2 separate regions of the Gasterosteus aculeatus genome follow, and region 2 is linked to region 1. A link is a contact called in public Hi-C data. All regions are on one chromosome and are shown on one strand. Each heading gives the region's core, a stretch centred on a gene start, on an enhancer-like site or on the middle of the called end of the contact. The rest is flanking DNA. Distances are from core to core; before and after follow the strand shown.

Region 1 (6,152 bases), core at 1,106-3,605:
GAAGTCTCTTGTATGCCTTTTTGCTCATCCACAGGATGCTTCTCATCCTGTGGATGAGAAGTCCAGATTCTGCTCTATAAAGAACGAAAACGAAACCCTCTTGTATCTGCCTCTCCTCTGCTGCTGGCTGTGTTTCTCCTGTGAACCCTCAGCAGGGCCGATCACGCGTTTGGCCGATACTCAAACATCAGTGCGCAGATGATGTGCTGCTCCGGTCGAGTGTCTTTACAACCTCATTAGCCGCCTCCTCGTCCGCCCGACGGACAGAGGAGTCCTGAGGAGACGTGACCCAATAAACACACGTCTCCTTCTCTTCATCCTTTATGTCCTTTTCAACTTACTTTCTTTTTTTTCTTCCTTTTCTCTGATGATATCTAGTCAGGGTAACGGAGAATGAGATTTAGCTCTCGGTTTCAACAGCCTTGGAAGAGCGTTCCTCACGGAACATCGCTTCCCCCGAGCGGTGCAGTTCGCCGATGGATGAGCGACTGGTCGCTGTTGCTAGGCCTGTCGAACGTGCGCACCGTGCATGTCCACATGCAGTTAAACCATTTGAGAGAAGAAAAGAAGATTTATGAACTAGTGGAGCATAATGAGCAAGTGCCACGTTCCCCAAATCACAACTTCCAAGGACAAACATCCAGGATGAGCAGCATAACTAAAAGCAGCTAACATTTAAAAAAGTGACGTTGCACGGTTTAGAAATATGTCTAACGAATGATTTTTACACACCTTTGTCTAAGTTGTACATCTTCCCCACGTTATGTACTTTATGGTACAACTGCTTCACAGTGCGATACTTTATTGAGTTTTATGGTTTACAAACTGCTTACAAATTCAGAGGGATCTTTACTGGTGAATATTTGATTTTGTTGAGGGCCGTTATGGCAAAAAAGCTTTCTTATCTCCAGGTTGACCCGTGCACGGACTGAACCACTCATCCCGCTGTGCACCATGACTACGTGTAAAACAACAAAGCTTGAGTCTGTCCGAAGATATAAAAGTATTTTAAACCACATTCAGTAGTTTCCCTGGCAACAAAATCCATTTTGGATTTGTGCAGGTTGTGACTGCCTGCAGGCTGCCAAAGAAGTGGGAACAAAATGTGTTTTATGTAGTGAAAAAACTGAAAAATTAGGTGTTTCAAAGTGTGGAAATTGTTGACGTATCAAATGATTTCATTACTCAAACTTCCTGCTCTTTGTGGTCGTAACCCGTCAGAACGCTCCCTTCATTGACGGAGCTCCTGAGGTGGAGGCGTAAAAAGCTGCATTTTGAAAGAAATGCACTAAAAAAAATAACACTTCCTTTGTGTGTCAACTTTTCCTTCAGCAGCACATCAGAAGGTGATGACACAATGTTTTTAAAATGTCAAGCACTGGATGTCCGATTGATTCATTGCGATCTGGAAATCTCACGTTTCGATTATAAATTCTCAAGGCAGATGTCTGTTTATTGTCCCTGGATCAGCTCCAGTTTACACTTGAGGGACAGAAACCGTTCAGGAGAAGCCGGTCATCACTAATTCCCATCTTCATTATCTGTAATGGGTTTTTTACACGTTTCTTGCAGCTTGCAGGTGCATTTAAGTACATTCAGTTGAAGGGCGAGTGATAATTCACACACAGGTTTGTGACTCGATGACTTTCGTCTGGTGCTGAAGCATCACCTCATGTGACAGACTCCCCCCTGCGAGGCCTTCTGAACCAAGCCCGACACCTACTCCTACAGGAGAAAATACACTTGCTGTCCGAGCCGTGTGCACTCCACCAAGCATAACTGGCTTTTGGTATTTGCAAACTGAGCACTCGGTATTTGCAAATGCATTTCCCTCCGACTGCAATGTGGGGGCAGCAGTGCACTGCGGCAACAGCGCTCCGCCGGGGAAAAACCTAGAAAACAACATCCATCACACACCCTCTTAAAAAACTGGTGCATTTGCACTTCAAATGTTGACCCGCTGGATTGATAACAACTTTTCACGGCACATCGGTTTCACCGTCAACTACAAAGGAAATCTCGAGTGATTCAGCATTCCATTTTCACGAAGTCGTTCATTTGAAGAAAGGGAAAAATAATTGGGTTGACCAACAAATCAAAGGGAGATGTGCACAGGTGAGACACATGGAGAGAAGTGAACGCCACGTCCTCCAGGGGAAATCTGACGTTTACGTTACGGCCATCAATCTGCATCAAGTTTGGGTTCTCTGTCCTTTACCACATCTCGTTTCGTTCAATCGACTTCTGCAAACACCACACCGGGTGCATTTCGTCCACGCCCGACCTGCAGGCGGATGAGGGGGCAGAGGGAAGCGGTTACCACAGCGACAAGCACTTTAGCATCCCCAGCTCACAGGCCCGTGTGGCTGATTGTTATCTAATCCACCCGCCGGCTCACACCTGTTTAGTATACAGGTGATGCTCTATGCGCGTCGGAAAATAACATTTTCAAACAAGGCTTTGATGTTGTGTATTGTCCTTTTGATATTTCATACCCAGGTATTGCAAAAGCAATGAATGGTTGCAGATCCTCTCTTTACATTGCACATATTCTGGATGTGTGGAACTTCAAGACGTTCCCCCTGTAAATATGTTTGGAACGCATCCATAAGTAAATATACATATCCACATATCCATGTTTGGAACGTATCCATCAGTACGGCTCTTTTCATTTCAGATACACACATACAGGGCGGTGGTGCATCTACCTACACGCGCGGATGTAAATGAGCACGGACGTCGGTGGCCTCGGAGGGAGCAGAAGCGCAAACTCTTGGAGCTCGAGTGCAGCTCGCCTCTAACCGAGCCGAGCTGAAAATAAGCCCAATAAGTCTTGAGCAGGAGATAAAATCGTCCCTGAGCCGAGCGTTCACTCTGAAGGGCTCCAGGAAGGTTGTATTAAGAGATTGTGATCTTCCAGCCACCAGCAGCTGGCATGCCACCAGATAATGTACCGTCCGCTGCCTCCAAAACTCCTCTCAGCGATGCGATCCCTCCGTTTGGCCTAAATTAAAATGCTCGCGCGGTTCCCGTAAGTGTTTAACATAGCCGTGCATTCTGCTATACGAGCCGCTCGTTGTCGTGGAAGCTCACCTTCTACCACCTCCCCGTCCTTGAACGTGATGCGCGTCCACACACGGGCGCTGTGCGTTTGTTTCCTGCTGCGTGTTGTTCATCAAGGTCAAAATATCCGCCTCACTTCACTGACACCAGTTTGAGGAAGTAATTAATGGCGCCATAATTGATGGCGCCCGTCTCATGAGCAAGGAGATTACCAGGAGAGGCGAGGTCACTCTGTGAGGTTTGCGGCCACCTGCAGTACAGGGCACTTTACGCCAAGCTAAGCTATGCTGAGCTAAGCTAAGCTAACCAGCTGCTCACATTTGAAGGGCAGACTGAAAGTGGTCTAAAGAGTGCACTTTTCAAAATGTTGCTTTCGGGACTCCATGCGAACGATTACTTTCCACCTGCAAAACAACATGGCCGCGTTGTAAATAGTGGACTTCAATCGCCATCGGAATCTGAAGGAGATGAACAGTTTAATGGCAGCAATGATTTTCTAAGTCAGCTGCTTGGCGTGAGTCACAATAACAGGAGATGACAACGCTGTCTATATTCATGAGCACTTTGATGAAACAGCTGTCAGCCGAGGCCTTGGAATGTTTTGGATTGCTGGAACAGGGATACACGGACAATGAGTCCCAGAGTTTAAGAGCCAGATGCAAGCCGGCGTCTGACAGCGAGACACTTTACGGCCTGAGTTTTTAAATTCTATCACACGGACGGGCGAATTATGTTTTCTTTTTTTTTCTTAAATTCAAGAAAATTCTGAAAAATCTGTCAAAAGTTTGATACAATATATTAATAAACAAATTAAATCAGGAAGGAAATATATTTCAAAAGGCTTTTAATTTTTTTTGACATTACCGGACTTTTACTTAACAGTAAACATAATTACCACAGCAGCTTGACGGCTTTGTCCCTTGTATTTAAGCATATAATACTATTATTTCCATCATCACAAACTGATACAACACATTAAATCATACGTCTTTGTTGTTTTTTTAGATTGACCCCTTTAGGTCGTGTTTGTGACGAGGCGTGAAGCTCGTGAGCGGATGAGGTCAAGAGAAAGCCGCTGCTAGGTGGCTCGGAAAGGATTTAAAAAAAATACACATTTTGTGTCCTGGTTTATATTCAAAGACATTTTATAATATCAGTTACAGCTATAGGCTGCTTAACATTTTTTAAAAACATTCAAAAGTTAAGTAAGATGTTTTTTATTCCTTCATTAAAGTGTCATGTTGAATACAACTTCCTGTCGAGTTGCCATCCGCCTCGTATTTAGTTTACTGCATATTACAGAAGGTTTCCTACTTTTCCTTCATCCAAAGAAGTGTTGACAGAGTTCTTTAGAGGCTTCAACGACAATCTAGCCTCAGAGACCTTTTTTGGGGGGTTTGGAATTCATTTGCAAAGCGGCCGCAGCCGAAAGGCCTTTTGCCCGCAGCCCAACCGGCCGGTCACAAGGACTCAGTGAGATGCGTCCTTCAAACCTCAACAGGTCCTTGAGAATATGCAAAGCTAATGGGTCCAGTAGTAGGAAATGAATGTAATATAATGTCATTGATGTAAACACCACTGTGTGTTTGTTCAATATTTGATGCCCCTGTGGGGAAATAGATCTATTCACACAGTCACCTTGAGGGGACTCGTCTTTCTTTATAAAATGTGCATGTGGGTGTGTGTGTGTGTGTGTGTGTGTGTCCTTTAAGAAAGTCTCAACCTCTGAGCTCTAAACCTATTTTGAGCTTCAGTGAGTCACTCAAAAAAGTGTTCTGAGAGCAACCGGTGCTCAGACCTTTCAGTGCCTTCTCTCTCGTTAAATCTTTATCTTTTGTTACTGAAGCCTAAAAGCCTTCTGTAAAAAATAAAACCTAAAACCAGCTCGCTTTTATTGCAGACGTCGTGTCAAATCCACAGGCGGCACCGCGTTGCCCGCGAGCCACGTTCTTTTGTAGGGAAGTGAAGATGTCAAAGGACTTAAATGGACAGGAATGTTGATGGAGGCATTTACCGCCGCGTTGGATCCAAGCTTCCACCCGGGACGTGTGAGGCGGGCGGTCGGGGGCCTGCACGGTCCCGCCGGGAGTCCCGAGGGCACCGTCAGCGCGGCGCACGACGAGCATCTGTTACGACGTCTCCTTCAGGGGTTCCTCTCCGAAGGAGACGGACAACTGTTCTCTCGTTTATGTGAAACGTGCACGAGGCGATGCATCTCACAGGCGGCCTGCAAAATAATTCAACAGCGGTTTTGTTCAAAGCTGCAGATGGCTGCAGTTCTGTTTGGCAACTGATGAGCTATATGTTCAACATTTAAAAAGATGACGTCTGTTGGCCAGTATTATAAAAACAGAGGTCAACACAACCTCTATGTCAACGAGTCAAACATTCACACATATGAGTAGAATGGTGCTTGTTCCAACCAGGTAATGAGTAAACAATGTGCCACTTTTGTCCCGTTGTTGTACTGTTTGCTTTGGTGTATCAGGGAAGGACATTTTGGATCGTAGGAGCAGGATATGTCACGTGATGAAGTTCCGTGACAACACACTTGACGAAAAACAATCCTTTTTTTGTTCATAACGAGCTGTTATGTTAGTGGGATACAGCTTCATCAGGCCTGATGATAATGGCACACAGGTTTTGCCCATTAAAAGTAAATTCAATTTAAAAAACATTATTTTGCAACAGTTCAGTTTTCCCATAAATATACCCGAGGAAACAGTATTTTTTCCACTTCCTTCTGTTTTCTTACCGGCTCTTTTAAATGATATAAAACCTTAAATCTCTGCCAGTTGTGCTCCTAAACATCCTGATGTTTCGATGCATTGGCAGTTCGTTTCATGCCATCGTTCAGACTGACATCACGTCGCTGTTGGCTTTGCTCTGTTCCGGGAGAGTTGTGATCAGATATTATTTTCCGGAGGCCGGGATCAGTGCAGCGAGGCATAATATTCTTTTTAAGTTAATCAAAGAAAAATAACACATTTTGAAATATTCTTCCTTCAGTCCGACGGGAGCAGCTGCGCCGACCTCATCTCAGCTTGTTGCCATGTGGCTTTTTTTCGGTGCTCTCGCGAATCCACGAT
Region 2 (6,152 bases), core at 1,071-3,570, 97 kb after region 1:
ACATATAAAGCAGCTTCTCCTCACCCAGCGTTTCAGTGCCTTCCCAAATCTCACAATGTGCTTCAGCCTCACCGGGTAGTTTCCTTTATGGCTGCCGTGGTTGTTTGCATCACTCTGATATAATGTCCCATGCATGTATTTGTTATACCAAAAATACCAAATCTCGTAATTCTTTTTGAATCAGTTGTTGTAATCTCACTTATGTCTTTCAAGCTCTGGAGTTTGAATCGAGAACTGAGCTGTGAACTTGGAAAAGAAAGGTTTTCAGATGATGAGAGGGGACCGCTGGGGGCCGAGTGGCCCCGTTAGTCGGTGATTGCTTCACCAGGACTTGTGTTAGAGTCGATCTCAGGGTTTCACTCTGATGATAAGTGGCATATATATAGATGTATATATGTATATACACCGGTAAAATAAAAGCATATCAGTGCACACATACTTCCGAGGCAAAGAAAGAAGGGAAATCAAAGTTATGAAACATTTTTACAAGTTTAAAGTCAAGCATCCTGCATCCATTGTTTGGCTCAACAAAACACAACCAATTTGTGCGAGCACACGTGCACGGCGTCTGTTCGCAGTGATGTGCTTCCATTTCCTCAGTGGGCCCGGCTCTCTTTAGCGCCTCTCGGTTCAAACCTTTCACAGGAGCGCATGAGTCTCTGGTGGCTAACACGCCCCTACACACATTACATGGTTAATGGAGTGAACTATTCCTTTAAGAAACAATGAAATGTTTGGCTGGCATTGGGATTATTGTTGAGAGAATCTGATTTGAAGGATTGCGAGAGCAGCAGACCAATGCAAAGCTGCGCTGTGATTGTGTGGCTTTTGTAGTTAAATGTTGCTGAGGAAGCATTGTTTTGCGGAAGAATGGATTTTTTAAACCTTTTTATTGGTCGCTGTGTGTTTATTTGATGAAATCTTGCCAGATATGAGTAGTAACCTTTTTATTAAAGCTGTAAGCTACTTGAGGCAGTGACTCTTTAACAACGCCCCTAGCTGTTGTAAAGTCGCTGTGAATCACTCCCTCTCATGGATCATTGCCTCAATGAACGCATCCATACACCTTAATCACAAGCAAAACACTTCAGCAACTTCCACACCAAAGTCTTTAGGTTAGTCTCTCAATAACAGGCGAGACTAATATGTATCATCAAACTGCAGAAAAGGGTTCTGGAAGTTTATCAGAGTTTGTTGATTAAAGAAGCTGAAAATTGTCACTCGGGTTGAAAAAAGTTGATTTGTGTCAGAGAGAAAATAACTTCCCCCTTGTATGGTTCGGGTTGTATTGTATTGGCATTACTTCCCCCATTTTCCATTACAAAATACACTATTGAAATGTATTTCCAAGGAGTCATTTCAGCCTGTGGCGAGGCTGAAGTCCTGGCCCTGAAGAGGCTGAGTGAGTCAGGTTTAGAAAACTATATATGTATAAATAAATATGTATGTATAAATTCCGTCCTCCTTTCTCACGCGGCGTGCACAGCTTGGCTGCAGCGAGGCCGCAATCAATCAGCGGCTATTCAAACACAATCAACCATGTTGTGCCACGGTGCCACACAAACCTCTTCTCCAATTACCGACACAATCACATCTGATTGCTCCACATGAGAGTCTTGGTCAGTTTCCAAAGCGAAGACTTTCACTGTGTGACCCCAGCCAGCGAGCCCATGTACAACGGCCTGCACGTGGCCACATGCTTTGTCTCAATCTCACACACGTTTCTCTTCTGTACTTAATTTATCGATCATTTGTTTCCCTCTTTACACTTTGGCAGCGTGAGTGCTGTTATAGGCCGATAGTAAAAGCTGAGAAACTGTGAATGTAATTGAGAGCAAGAGGGATGGAGCGCTGCTGCTGTTTCTAGTTATTTATTCACACTCACACACACTGGCTCGTTGTTCGTATGTCTCCAGACTGCCTCCCTGTGTTCCCCTCAGTAATAAACTGTTCCTTTTTTCCTTGATGCAAATTCGCCGTGGCCTTGTCGTTTGCATCCCTTCCTCCCGGCCTCGACGACGCAGTCTCAATAAGCAGCGGCCAGTATTTAGGAAAATGCTCGCGGCGCGGGTTGTGTTTTTTTGGTCTGCGCCGTGGAGATTAACGGTGTGTTTGGCTTCCCTCCGTGCTGTTGTTCGTCGTCGTGCTGTACCCAGGAACCCACTGCTGTTTAGGGCACACGGGATAATGGCAGATAAATGTGGTGTGAAGCCGGGATGGGGGGGGGGGGGGGGGCTCAGCGTAAGAGGAATATGTCGACAGATGAGGTAATGTGTCTGTTCATGTTACAGTTTGTTTGCTCCCCCCGTGTGCTTAGCTGACCTCTGGACAGCAGTGGAGACGAGAGCGGAACTACAGCCGCCGCGTTTACAGCAGTAATGACACTGAAGTATTAGAGGCCTCTGTTTTTGTGCAGGATTCCCGAGGAGCTAACCGGACAGGGCTTTGAGCTGGGGTCACATTTTGCGACGGAAAACAGCCGACGCAGAGAGAAGGGAGGAGTGCGTCGAGGGAGAAGTGAAGTGACAGCTGAAGGCAGTAAAGAGCCGTTTTAAAGCCGTACAGCGACAGTGTAACGGTTAATTCAGACGGGTCAGAGTAGCGGAGGATCCTCAGATGACAGCACAGGAAATAAACGCGACTATGTTAAGAGCAGGCACGTGAAAAGTACTTCTCTCTGACCTTGTTTAAAGTGAAATGCACCGTGACAGTTGAATATGAGACTGATTTGCAGTGACGTAGCACAACATGTGTTTTTGCTTGACTGTTTCATTGGAGGAACAGGGTCACTGGTTTGAATCCAACGGGCAGCTGCTGCAGTGGAGTTTCTGCAGGCCGCCGGGGAACTCCCGTCTGTGGTTGTGTGTCCAGCACATGAACGATAAACAGCATGCATGCGCCGTAAACCCGCTGCCTGCATGCGTAGAGGTGAGGAAAGACAGAAAGAGCATCGTTGATTCCGCCTAACGGCCTAAGGAGGAGAAAAAAAGAAGGAGCAAAGTTAAAAGCAACGTGTCTCGGTGGCGACACCGACTTCTTCATGCCGATTAAAAGAAGTATTTTCTCGTGTTCGCCCTGAAAACACAGTCTTCAGCTCCGACTCGGAGCAGGTTGGAATGCGTCCAACCTCGCTTGAAAAGTGAGTTTCACACGAGTGACCCTGAAATAGAACGAGGCGGTCGTGGAGAGCTCTGCTGCACCCTCGGACGAGGTCTGTTGTGGAAAAGAAAACACCCGTGTCTCCAGTTTTGAGGATTTTTTTTATATTCCCAAGGGACTAATCCATTTTGGAGAAAGAAATGTCAGAATTTGGGATTAGAAAATTGGAGCAGGCAGAAGTCAGACAGATTTGTTTCCCTTGCCCGTGAGTTGAGAAGTGTAACCTCTTTTTTTCTCCTGGGTAAAAATCCACTTTTGTACCGAACGAATGGCTGATTTCAAGGATTCAACACCGTATGAGAAACGCTATAAAAGTCCCTCGAGACCAAATGCCTTTCTGTGACATTTCAGGGGGGCGCGATTACACCTGGTAAAACAACTCAAAGGCTTGAGGGATCATTGAGCATCAAATGATTCTGGACCGCGAGTTCATTTTTCCAGGGCAGAGGCACTTTGAGGGAAGCTCTGAATGGAGATGGCGATCGCTGTGCGTGACCTTGGCACGCTGTGATTTTTTTCACCTCAGTCCAGATCAATGTCTCCCGGACTGTGGTGCCATCCCTTAGCCATCACGAGCCCCCCCACAACCCCTACCCACACACCCACCCTGGTCACACCTTCTCCACTTCACGGCGGTGACGTGGAGAGGACAGCGGCACCAACGTCGCCACACAGGAGGAAAGAGTCTCCAGGAAGATCAGTGGAAGGTCTGGTGATTAGCACAGGTCTTACAGCCCCCCCTTGTGTTTGCAGGCAGGAAGTGACACACACACACACACACATACACACGCACACACATGGAGATCAGGATGAAGAGGGAGGCAAAGCCATTGTTTTCTTTTTCTTTTTTTCTCATTGATTTGGGAAGGTGGTCCTGGAATTGTTTTAACAATGGGCCTTAATCTCTAAAACCCCAAAAACAGCATTCTAATGTGCCTCGTACTTGCTGTGCCGATTACCAAACGTTGGCATGGCAACGCACGAATCCAAATGGGGAAGATGGTAAATATTACCTGCTAAACATGATAATGCCCCCGATTTAGAAACGTAATGTTGGGTCCCGGTTGTTCCCTCTGAAGCCACAAAAGACTTCACACGACGCCATCATTTTTAAAAACCCTTTAGTGATTGTCGTTAGGATATTCTGAATTAGGTCTCAGTTTGAACGCAGCATGCTGTGATGAAACATGTGGGCTATGTAGATAGTATATCCTGTTTTAGGATCATTCTTGAGTAGGAGTAGAGGTCACTTTAAGCATTATGAAGGACACTGACATCAACATGGACGTGCACCAGCATCTCAACTCCGACCTTCTTCAGAAGGTGGTCTGAGGAATGCAAGAGGGAGGCTGTGTTCACACGGTCGATGCGGTCAGCCACCAGTGGGAAACTCTTTGAAGCGGCGGGATTTTGATGGGATGAGATGCGACGAGCTCTCATCGATTGTAGCAGATGGTAAACTGGTAACGTCGCCGTCAGACGTGAATGTCGTGGGATCTGATTCTAACACTTGCAATGCGAACGCCCGCATGTGATGGGGAACATGATGTTAAGCGTTCGTTTTCATTAGTCATGTAAATAGCTTATTAGGAATATTGTCTTTTATTTGGAACAAGGGCAAAGAAACTGTATTGGTGCATGTCAATGTCATCAACGTTTGTCAAATATGCCATTAAACCGCAAAACACATCGCAGCCTGGAACGTTGATTGGATGCTGCAGTGCAGAACACAGGATGAGATCATGGTGAGTCAGTGACACGGCACAGCAGAAGAACCCTGCTCTCAGCGTGAAAAACATTTCAGCCGGCCTACGACGTGGAACAAATTCATTTTTATACAAATAGTGAGAATGTTTTTGGGTGTGTGCATATAGTTGTATTTGATGTCTTCGCTGAATATTTAATCTTAATACAATCATGAAACAATATGCGCATGCTGCAGGGCATGTCTGACTTAACTTAAGGCTGGGTGGTCCCAAGAATTTGAAAGCGTTCTTCGTACATGCTGCTGTGGGACTTCAGCATGTTTCTAATTTGTACTCCTAAGTGATTCATTCTGGGACCATCTTATCTTGAATTACACGCTTGTTTTGTTGTTATCGTTGCCTTAAAATCTGCACACAAAAGTCAACAGCACATGAATTGATCATTCATGCACATTATTACCGATGGATTTAATTTGCCCCTATTCCTCCACAGCCCCCATCCACCCCCCTCCCCGTCTCTTTACCCACAACATCTGTGTCAAATCTAGGTAATACAACATCACCCCACTCAAGCGTACTTAACACCTATCCATCCAATGTGCAGGCAGCTCCCATAACAAGGATCTGCCACGGGACTCAGCCTTTGGAGCAGGGTGGGGGGGGTCGGGGGAGCAGCCAACGCGGGGGACCAGGTTTTGAATTGTTCTAGGGGTTAAACTTTATCCACAGGATTTCCATCACAAAAGCCTCCTCAGCGGCAGGGCAGACGTGACCTTGGGGCCTGCCAGGGACAAACAGAGGAAGTGGATTCACTGAAGCGTCCCCCTATTCACGTGCAGGCCGTATAGGTCGCCGTCTATCACAACGAGTGGCCGACCCCTCGGCCCACCTCCTCCCCCTCTTACACCGGCCATGAGTCCCCTTTATTATGCTGATCTAATGACTGTGGAGGGTATTCCAAAAGACCTCCATTAGAATGAGGGTGGCGCGTTACACACTCAGCCAGATCCGAGCTGACACCGGGCGCCATACCTGCCAACTTGGCTGAGCTTCAAAGCCCAGCAGAAGCAGCAGAAGCTTCCTCTTCTTTTTATAATTCATCAATGGATTTATTCCGATCTCGCAGTTGGCAATTTCCTTTATCGCTGAAACACCTCCAGAGATGTGGAGAGCGATCAATGCGTCGCCCACGCGGACAGAAAACAGCCGCAGCGCCGCAGAGAGACAGCGTGTTGCCGGAAGGCCACTTTGCAGGAAAATGTCTTTCCTGATAAGTATGTACAGGCT

What was found. A called contact is a pair of places that touch in the nucleus more often than the background predicts.
Region 2: a Hi-C map of liver shows a contact between it and region 1, with 4 times the contacts expected there. The contact joins two enhancer-like sites. A contact is called at or near these places in 5 of 6 Hi-C or Micro-C datasets (liver, skeletal muscle, tail fin and 1 more).

The regions. Positions count from the first base shown.
Region 1 is chr20:4,923,211-4,929,362 of fGasAcu3.hap1.1, forward strand. rab5ab (RAB5A, member RAS oncogene family, b) reads left to right here. Exons shown (of 6, transcript XM_040165238.2): 6 at 1-3. Among protein-coding and RNA genes, the nearest start is that of LOC120810578, 8.9 kb to the left of the region's middle. Within about 2 kb of position 2,356, at least 4 of the 9 cell types and tissues checked have open chromatin away from gene starts, as enhancers often do. A contact at or near this core is called in liver, where this site is marked.
Region 2 is chr20:5,020,446-5,026,597 of fGasAcu3.hap1.1, forward strand. No RefSeq gene overlaps it. Among protein-coding and RNA genes, the nearest start is that of LOC120810496, 9.1 kb to the right of the region's middle. Within about 2 kb of position 2,321, at least 1 of the 9 cell types and tissues checked has open chromatin away from gene starts, as enhancers often do. A contact at or near this core is called in liver, where this site is marked.